3 separate regions of the Mus musculus genome follow, and regions 1 and 3 are each linked to region 2. Evidence: chromatin contacts called from public promoter capture Hi-C data. All regions are on one chromosome and are shown on one strand. Each heading gives the region's core, a stretch centred on a gene start, on an enhancer-like site or on the middle of the called end of the contact. The rest is flanking DNA. Distances are from core to core; before and after follow the strand shown. Region 1 holds the start of Tial1 (Tia1 cytotoxic granule-associated RNA binding protein-like 1). Region 2 holds the start of Pycard (PYD and CARD domain containing). Region 3 holds the start of Slc5a2 (solute carrier family 5 (sodium/glucose cotransporter), member 2).

Evidence for each region. Promoter capture Hi-C pulls out the DNA fragments that hold promoters and counts their contacts. Capture Hi-C pulls out chosen DNA fragments and counts their contacts.
Region 1: a promoter capture Hi-C map of hematopoietic stem and progenitor cells shows a contact between it and region 2, with 3 times the contacts expected there. The contact joins the promoter of Tial1 here to the promoter of Pycard in region 2. A contact is called at or near these places in 9 of 39 promoter capture datasets (the C10 cell line, the SN4741 cell line, embryonic stem cells and 5 more), 3 of 484 Hi-C or Micro-C datasets (cerebellum, embryonic stem cells and pre-B cells), 2 of 115 datasets of contacts at active chromatin or transcription factors (effector CD8 T cells and embryonic forebrain) and 2 of 9 other capture datasets (adipose tissue and liver).
Region 3: a contact with region 2 is called in a promoter capture Hi-C map of adipose tissue. The contact joins the promoter of Slc5a2 here to the promoter of Pycard in region 2. A contact is called at or near these places in 5 of 39 promoter capture datasets (the HPC-7 cell line, embryonic stem cells, liver and 2 more), 1 of 15 datasets of contacts at CTCF or cohesin (large pre-B cells), 2 of 115 datasets of contacts at active chromatin or transcription factors (bone marrow-derived macrophages and pancreatic cancer cells) and 5 of 9 other capture datasets (adipose tissue, embryonic stem cells, liver and 2 more).

Annotation. Positions count from the first base shown.
Region 1 is chr7:128,460,245-128,462,944 of GRCm38.p6, reverse strand. It overlaps Tial1 (Tia1 cytotoxic granule-associated RNA binding protein-like 1), which reads left to right and starts at 1,272. Exons shown (of 12, transcript NM_001347640.1): 1 at 1,272-1,820. The coding sequence starts at 1,789. It overlaps Gm32816 (a long non-coding RNA gene), which reads right to left and starts at 1,225. Exons shown (of 4, transcript XR_378509.4): 1 at 693-1,225.
Region 2 is chr7:127,992,446-127,995,145 of GRCm38.p6, reverse strand. Pycard (PYD and CARD domain containing) reads left to right here and starts at 1,279. Exons shown (of 3, transcript NM_023258.4): 1 at 1,279-1,763; 2 at 1,975-2,031; 3 at 2,181-2,700. The coding sequence starts at 1,493. The coding sequence ends at 2,434.
Region 3 is chr7:128,264,235-128,266,934 of GRCm38.p6, reverse strand. Slc5a2 (solute carrier family 5 (sodium/glucose cotransporter), member 2) reads right to left here and starts at 1,252. Exons shown (of 14, transcript NM_133254.5): 1 at 1,119-1,252; 2 at 519-590; 3 at 338-442. The coding sequence starts at 1,238.

The DNA of each region.
Region 1 (2,700 bases), core at 23-2,522, 470 kb before region 2:
CCACGCCCAGTTGCTCTTTCCTTTTTCACTTTGGGATATAATCCGTTTCTCGTTCAGACTTACTCTCTCCTTCCTAGGCTCATGGAGAAGCAGCCTCCAATCTCCCACTGTACCTGTAAATTCAGGTAGGGTTTCAGTATGCAGCTAAGCAGATCTATAAGCTACCCCAAAGCTCTCTGTTGGCCACCAGACCTTTTCTCTCCTTCAATGAGACAGTGTGCAGCTGGGGGCACGGGAGAGCTGGTTAAGAGCACACTTACAGTGGCTTCCAGTTTGGTTCTCAGCACTCATATGCAGCTCACAACCACTGTTAACTCCAGTCTCAGGCAGGGAATGCCATCCCTTCGTCTGACCCCTAGGGGCCTCAGCCACAAATGTGGTGTACATCCAGTAGATTGTCATGATTCTATCTCCTCTCTTGCTTTAGCATCTCAATACTAGCAGCCCGTGTCCTCCAATACCGAACTCCAGACTGTTTTGGCATGAGACCTGGTCGTTGAGCCTCTTTGCTGTTTTCACTGATTATTAGTTTTTGATAAGGTCTTGGTATCTATTTCTAGGCTGGCCTTAAATCCATTATCCTCCTGTTCAGTAGCACTGTGCGCCACCACGCGAATATTTAAGTTTTAAGTAGGGATTTGAAAGAGCGGTACAAGCCATTTGAATGAGGGGCTGCTCTTTTGCAGCCTTACCCACTAATCCGATGAGATAATGGGTAGCGATCCTTGTGGAACTTGTAAAGCAAGTTACAAGCGGTATAGTCTAGAAAGGCCTATCTGGTTAGAACACGTGCTCAAAGACAAGGCTGGATCTGGTGTTGCCCGATGTCCGCTACATCTCTCCGGGTTCAGAGTTGCCACTCTTTTGCCCGTCGCGTGAGGCGTCGGTTGTTGAACACGGACCAGCAGTTCTGAGAGTAGAGGCGGGCAAGGCCGGCTGACGGGAGAACCACGCGGAGCCAGCACACCGCCTGATCTGCAGTTGAAGAAACCGCTCTGGGGCTGGACGGAGGCGGAGCAGAAGCTCACACTGGACCAACAGAAGAGCCTTAAGATGCTAAGAGCGATCCTGGGGCGGGCCCCGGCGCGAGGCACTCTGGGATTTGTAGTTTACTTCCCGGACAGCTCCTCTCTATTTCGGCCGCCCGCCTTTTATTCCTCGCTCTATCCCGGCACGCCGACTACTTAGTCGCGGCACGTCCTCACGTACGACTACACTACCCAGAAATCTCTCCTTCGCGCTCCGGCAGGCGCAGGGTCTGCCTTGAACTACAGTTCCCAGAAGGCCACTGGAGAAGGGCTTCCCCCACTTTCCCGGGACCGCAATTCCCGGAGACTTGGTTTCGCGGCTTTTCTCTCTGTGTTGGGTCTCTCTTGGACCCGGATAGGTCTTGACTGGCCAGCAGGCCCACAGCGACAACGTGCTCCGTCGTGTCCAGTCGCAGGGTGTACTCTTTGGCCGGGCTTTCTGTCTCTTTAGCTACTTTTGCCGGACAGGCCGTCGCAGCTGGCCTGAGCAGTGACCTGGCGGGCCGCGCCTGCGCCCTGCCGCGTTTCCTGCCTGGCTGGTGGTGGCGGCCATTTTGTTCATCCTCCTCCTCCTCCTGCTCCTCCTGGTTGGAGCGCAGTGTCCGGAGCGGGCTGGGGGGAGCGGACCCGAGAGCGGGGTTCAGTACCTTTTCCTCTGTCCCCAGCCGGCGCCCGGAGCCCCCCTCCCCTTCCTTCCCGCCCCCTCCCCTCCCCAGCCCTGCCCTCCCCCTTGTCCCGGGATCACTCCGTCGCACCCACCATGATGGAAGACGACGGACAGCCCCGGACTCTGTGAGTACCCGAGACCCGGGGTGCCAGGCACCGAGTGGCCCGGGCACTGCGGGAAGCGGAGGGAGGAAGGGAGAGCAGGAGCCCGGGACTAGAAGCGGAGAGCCGGGCGTCGCGGTGGCGCGGCTGTGAAGTGCATTCCTCATCTGTCCCCCTTCCCAGAGAAGGAAGCCCTCCCTTCCCCCCCAAACACAGTCACTTCCTAGGGTCTAGGGCTTGTCTCGACTTTTTCCTCCCGACCCCTTCTTTTGCACACTCTTGCTTGGCTGGGCTTGTGCACGGCTGAGGCTGTCAGGCGCGGGAGAGCTACTGTTCCCCCTGTGCTTTGGGGGCTCCGGGCTGAGCCAGGAGCTGTGGGTCCCTACGGGGGCAGGGCTTGGCGGGGGTGGGACCACTACTGCATCCTTTGGCTTGAACGTTTAGCCTCAGTCCACGTCCTCAGCAGTCCACGTCCTCAGCCTCAGTCGCTCCGAGTCCTTCTCCCCAGTCTACCACTCTTTAACCAGAGGAGCCCCTTGTCTCTTTCTGCCCCACGTGCCCCACGCTGTCAGAAACACCCGCCTAGCGCCTGCTGCTTTTGAAGTGCCAAAGTGATTGCTTTTCGCCACCGTGCACCACCTCTGTCCCTTGGATAACGAAGTTTACTTTGAGCGCTTACTGCGCCAACCTGACAACCAGTTAAACTCCTTTCGCTCAGTTAGTGATGCCGCTTCCTAATCCGTTTGTGCGTCCGGACCATCGGAGTTGGATAAAAGGATGACTGCTCCCGCTATTTGTTACCTGTCTTTTGAGTGCTATTTTTCGCGGTATAGCTGTCGGGTTTCACCTGAAGCCCAATCTAATGAATGAATCGCATCTTCCAACCGCTTAATTGGCGTTTCCT
Region 2 (2,700 bases), core at 30-2,529:
CCATAGTTGTAAAGTGTCAAGAGTTAAAACTCTGCTGGTCCTAGTGGCACACACCTTGATCCAAGCACTTGCGATGCAGACACGTGGATCTCGAGTTCCAGGACAGCCAGGGCTACAGAATGGCATCCTGTATAGAGGAGGGAGGCTCCTTAAGCCAGATGTGGTAGAATACACCTGCTATTCCAATTCCAACCAGTCAGGGGGCTGAGCAAAAAGGATCAGGAGTTCAAGACTAGCCTAGCTTACACAACAAGGTTATCTAAAGTAAATAAATAGGCAAAGCATTAAGTGGTGACTAGGTAGCGGGCCCTTGGCACATGCTGGGCATTATAACAACCTCCCTAGCCTCCCCTCCCCCACAAAAGCACAAGAGCTACAAAAAAGTAGCTTTGTTCACTAGCAGCAATATGATCTAGATGGGTAGATGGAGGACTCTTAAGACTGGACTCTCGGAGGAAGTAACATTTAACCTGAGGGTTGAGGAGCCAAGCATTTGTCTGAGAGAGAAGCAATTTCAAGGTTTAGGGAACAGCATGTGCAAAGAATTGAAAAAGCAACTCCAGAGGAACTGAGCTTGAAGATAAGGGTAAACTGGCAGTGTGGTATAAAACAAGACTGACTAGATCAAAACTGGGATGGACCAGTAGACCCCCAGCCATGTTTAAAGCCAGTTAGGAATTCTGGGTACAGAGCAGGCTCCAAGGTCATCCTAACCAGCCCAGGAGTAAGGGGGTAGCTAGCTGTCTACTCAGGTCTCTACACTCCAGTTGTCATCACACTACAAAATATTTAATAGCTGGGGCATTTGGTAAGGTTTCAAGAAGCCTTAGCCCTTCCAACCCAACCCATCATGAGCCCAGGTCCCCCACCTTCTAGCAGATGTGAGGCTGAGAGATGGGAGTGACAAAAACTTTTAGCTGAAAGAAACTAAGGTGAAGACATAGTCACTCTCTTTCGCACTTCATTTTGTCCAAATCTGTGGAATTCAAGGGGCTTAGTGTTCTAGCTGTTAAAATTCTAATATTCAATGGCATGTGAGTGGATCCTAAGATCTGGGGAAACAAAATTTGGGGCGTCTAGATTTCCAAGATTCTAAACCTCTATGCTCCAAGAAACTCAACAGAAACAGGTTGCTTTTCAGCAACAGCTGGTTTGCAAGTAAGCTCTATTGAGTCTCTCAGCATCTCCGGACCTGCCAGAGTAACAACTTAGCTCCACCCTCTGTCCCCACCCCACTTCCTCCACCAACCCACCTCCACCTAGTTTCTTCAGCCTAGCCAAAAAGCCAAGTCTGAAAGTCTTAGGGGCGGAAACCAAAACTAGTTTGCTGGGGAAAGAACAGGAGCTGTAAGAAAAGAGGGTGGGGGAGTCCCAGCATGCCCATCGGCCTAAGCAGCTGACTTCCTGGTCTTGGCGGGCTGGCAGCAGGCAGGCTGCAGCAGGCGAGCAGCAGCAAGAGTAAAAGGTGACCGCGGCTGCCCACCCCAGAGCCATGGGGCGGGCACGAGATGCCATCCTGGACGCTCTTGAAAACTTGTCAGGGGATGAACTCAAAAAGTTCAAGATGAAGCTGCTGACAGTGCAACTGCGAGAAGGCTATGGGCGCATCCCACGCGGGGCCCTGCTGCAGATGGACGCCATAGATCTCACTGACAAACTTGTCAGCTACTATCTGGAGTCGTATGGCTTGGAGCTCACAATGACTGTGCTTAGAGACATGGGCTTACAGGAGCTGGCTGAGCAGCTGCAAACGACTAAAGAAGGTGAGTGTGTCCCCTTGTTCGTCTACCCTCAACTTCCTGCACACCAGCAGAGGCTTGCCTCTTTGGCGCTTAACTGTTCCTCCTGCCATAGCCAAAAAAAAAAAAAAAAAAAAAATCTTCCCTTTGTAGCCTTGAACTTAGCACCGTGGGTGGAGTGGGAGTGAACCCCTGAAAGTCTGTTGATAAAGATCCACCTGGCATTTCTTTGCAGAGTCTGGAGCTGTGGCAGCTGCAGCCAGTGTCCCTGCTCAGAGTACAGCCAGAACAGGTGAGGCCTCCCCACCCTACCACACCCTTGCACAGCCTATCTTTGCCTATGTAGTCATGGTGGGTGGCTTTCCTTGATTCTCCAACCCCTAAAACTGCGTTAGTAAATTTTGAAGCAGTTTTAAACACTGCTTTCACTTCCACCCTCAGGACACTTTGTGGACCAGCACAGGCAAGCACTCATTGCCAGGGTCACAGAAGTGGACGGAGTGCTGGATGCTTTGCATGGCAGTGTGCTGACTGAAGGACAGTACCAGGCAGTTCGTGCAGAGACCACCAGCCAAGACAAGATGAGGAAGCTCTTCAGCTTTGTTCCATCCTGGAACCTGACCTGCAAGGACTCCCTCCTCCAGGCCTTGAAGGAAATACATCCCTACTTGGTGATGGACCTGGAGCAGAGCTGAGGTATCTTTTCCAGCTACATTATCTAGCTCCTGACTTTGTATACACAATTTTTGAAAAAACAATTTGTATTTGTGTTTACTCTCTGGGATGTTTTTGCTGAGCTAAGCTACATTTCCAAAGGCCATATGTGGCCCAGTGGTAGAACATATACCAAACATGCACAAATCAGTCTCCAACACCTAAATTCCACAGACCCAAGTTATGGCTTCTCCATTCTAGTGCAAAGGCTTCTCAAATGATTCCTGGCTCCCCATTTGGGAGCTTT
Region 3 (2,700 bases), core at 3-2,502, 270 kb before region 2:
AGAACTTCAGTTCAGCCTAGAGTTGCTCACAGACTACAGCATCAAAGAACATGGAGACAGGTACTTCATCAGTGAGGTGCCGGCCCCATTTCAGAGTGGTCAAGGCCCACGAGGACTGATGCTGGCGTATACAGAAAGTCAGGAGCAGGACCTGCCTGAACCCTACTGCTGTAAGCTAGCACGCGATCCTTGCTCCCAGCCCAACCTAACACCCACCCACCCTCAGCAAACTGGGCTGTCCCAACTTGTTCATATCCCCACGCCAGGAGCTTCTCCAAGTTGTGATCTTTCCAGGAGTTTCCACTGGGGTGGATTATTATAGAAAAGAAGACCTCACATTCCACTCAAATCCAGCCACCGCCAAGCCACTTGCTGCGCCAGTCCCTGCCAGGCCCACAAAATGACCGCTGCCGATGTTGCTGGCGAACAGAGAGGCTCCAACCTGGGTGGCCAGAAATGGGGGTGAGCTAGGCTGCTCCTCCAGGGTCCCTCCCATCCCATCCCCCAGCCCCTCTCACCGGCCACCACACCATGCTCCGTCCTGCCAGGAAGTAGCCACCAACTGTGCCTCTATTGGTTCTGAACATAGACTGGGAAACAGAAGTGGGGGGAAACTGGGATTGGGGCACATCTTTGGACTTCCTTAGCTTCCTCAACACATTCCTCAGCCTTGTTTCAGGCTGAAGATTAACCAGCCCTGGACTCCCCAGACTGCACCTCCTTACCCCCAACCTTCCCCGACACTCAGAACAACCCAGGCCCTAATCCTAGCGCAACTACTGGATCCTAGATATGCCTAGATTCAGCCTAACTTGCCTGGTGACCTTAAATATAGGCTGCTGCTCAGCCATAATACAGACGTGGGAACTGATACATCTCTTAGAGCACTTGTTAGAACACTTGAATTAAAAAAAAAAACCTATTGATACCCCCAGTCTCTTTTGCACAATCCAGAAGGTACGAAGACAAAGAATTAAAATTGGCTTGCCTACTAAATCTAGGTTTCTCCCTCATTATATCCAAGCACCCTTTTCTCCCACTCCTCTCTGAGGTCTCCCTAAATCTTTACCCTCAAGCCCCAGAAGCATTTCCCTATCCAACCCCCCTCAATGTCTCACCCACAAGCCAACACCAATGACCAGCAGGAAATAGGCAGCGATAACCAGAATGTCAGCAGGATTATCAATCAGGACCTTCTGCTCCCCAAGTTCAGAGCCTGCCTCTACGTGTTGCTCCATTCTCTCCAGCATCTGTCCCTCAAGGGGCTAGTCCCTGGATTCCCCTGGGGGAAGGATTAATGGTTACCTCAGGAGCACTGAGCCGACAAGTCCCCCAGGTCTCAGCCTCCTTCTCCAGCTTTATTTAGCTGAATCAGGATCTATCAAGGCCGAAGGCTGGTCCTGGGGCGCTGGACCATTTGGAAGTCAAGAGCACTCCTTCCTGGGTTTAGGATCCATCCTATACCCAGTGTTCCAAGCAAAGTTCCTTCCTGCGTTCTCTGAAAATACACCCTCTAACTTTGATTAGGAAGGTCCAAATCCAACTCTGACAGTGTCCTCCGCACAAGTCCTCCATAGCACCCCCTGACAGTCAGCAGGACATACATGTTCCTCAGCCTGACTGTCACGCATGCCATGCCCTGACTTCTGCCATACAAAACCTAGGGAGAAAAAATCACATTTCCCTCATTCTCCTGCCCTTCCCAACCCAAATATTTTCTACTTTCTCTTTGCTCTATCCTAAAAATTGTTTTAAATTTATTTTTAAAAAATTTTTATGCAATATATTTTGGGCAAATTCTTTCCTCTCCCCCAACTTTTCCCAGATCCCCTCCCCTCTCTGATCAGAAGAAGAAGAAGAAGAAGAAGAAGAAGAAGAAGAAGAAGAAGAAGAAGAAGAAGAAGAAGAAGAAGAAGAAGAAGAAGAAGAAAAAGAAGAAAGAAGAGGAGGAGGAGGAGGGAGAGAAAAAGAGAGAGAAAGAGAGAGAGAAACAAAGAAACAAAGAAAGAAAGGAAGGAAGAATAAAAGCACAAAAACAAACCCAAGCAAACAGAAAACCAAACACGGAGTGTGTTTTGTGTTGGCCAACTCTTCCTGAGCGTGTGGCCTGCCTTGGGGTGCAGTTGATACACCCAGTGTCTCTCCATTGAAAAAAACCCATTTCTCTCTCCTAGTAGCTGTCAACTGCAAGTAGTTTCTTACTTAGGAGTGGGACTTTGTGCCCACATCTCATTTTCCATGCTCAGATTTTATTTGGTTCGAACTTGTGCAGGTCTTGTGCATGTTATCACGGTCTGTGAGTTCAGATATCTGTCTTGTGCATGCTATCACTGTCTGTGAGTTCAGATTTTCATCAGCTTTGTTGTGTCTGCAAAACTCTGCTTTCCTGAAGACAACCTCCAACTCTGACTCTTACAATCTTTGCACCTCCTGTATAGAACCTGCATCTTTACAGAGGGGTGAGATACAAGCATCCCATTGAAGTCTGAGTGCTCCCAAGTCTCTCACTCTCTGCAAGTCGTCCAGTCACGGACAGTCCTGTTAATCACCTTCTACTCCAAGAAGCTCCTCTGGTGAGGTTTCAGTGATGTGCTGGCCAAGGGATGTAGCCAGCGATATGTCATTAGGCGTCATAACCCTGTGCCCTTAGAATAACTGTAGTGCGCTTTCCCCTAGAGCCCTTGCTCTATCTAGTTTCAG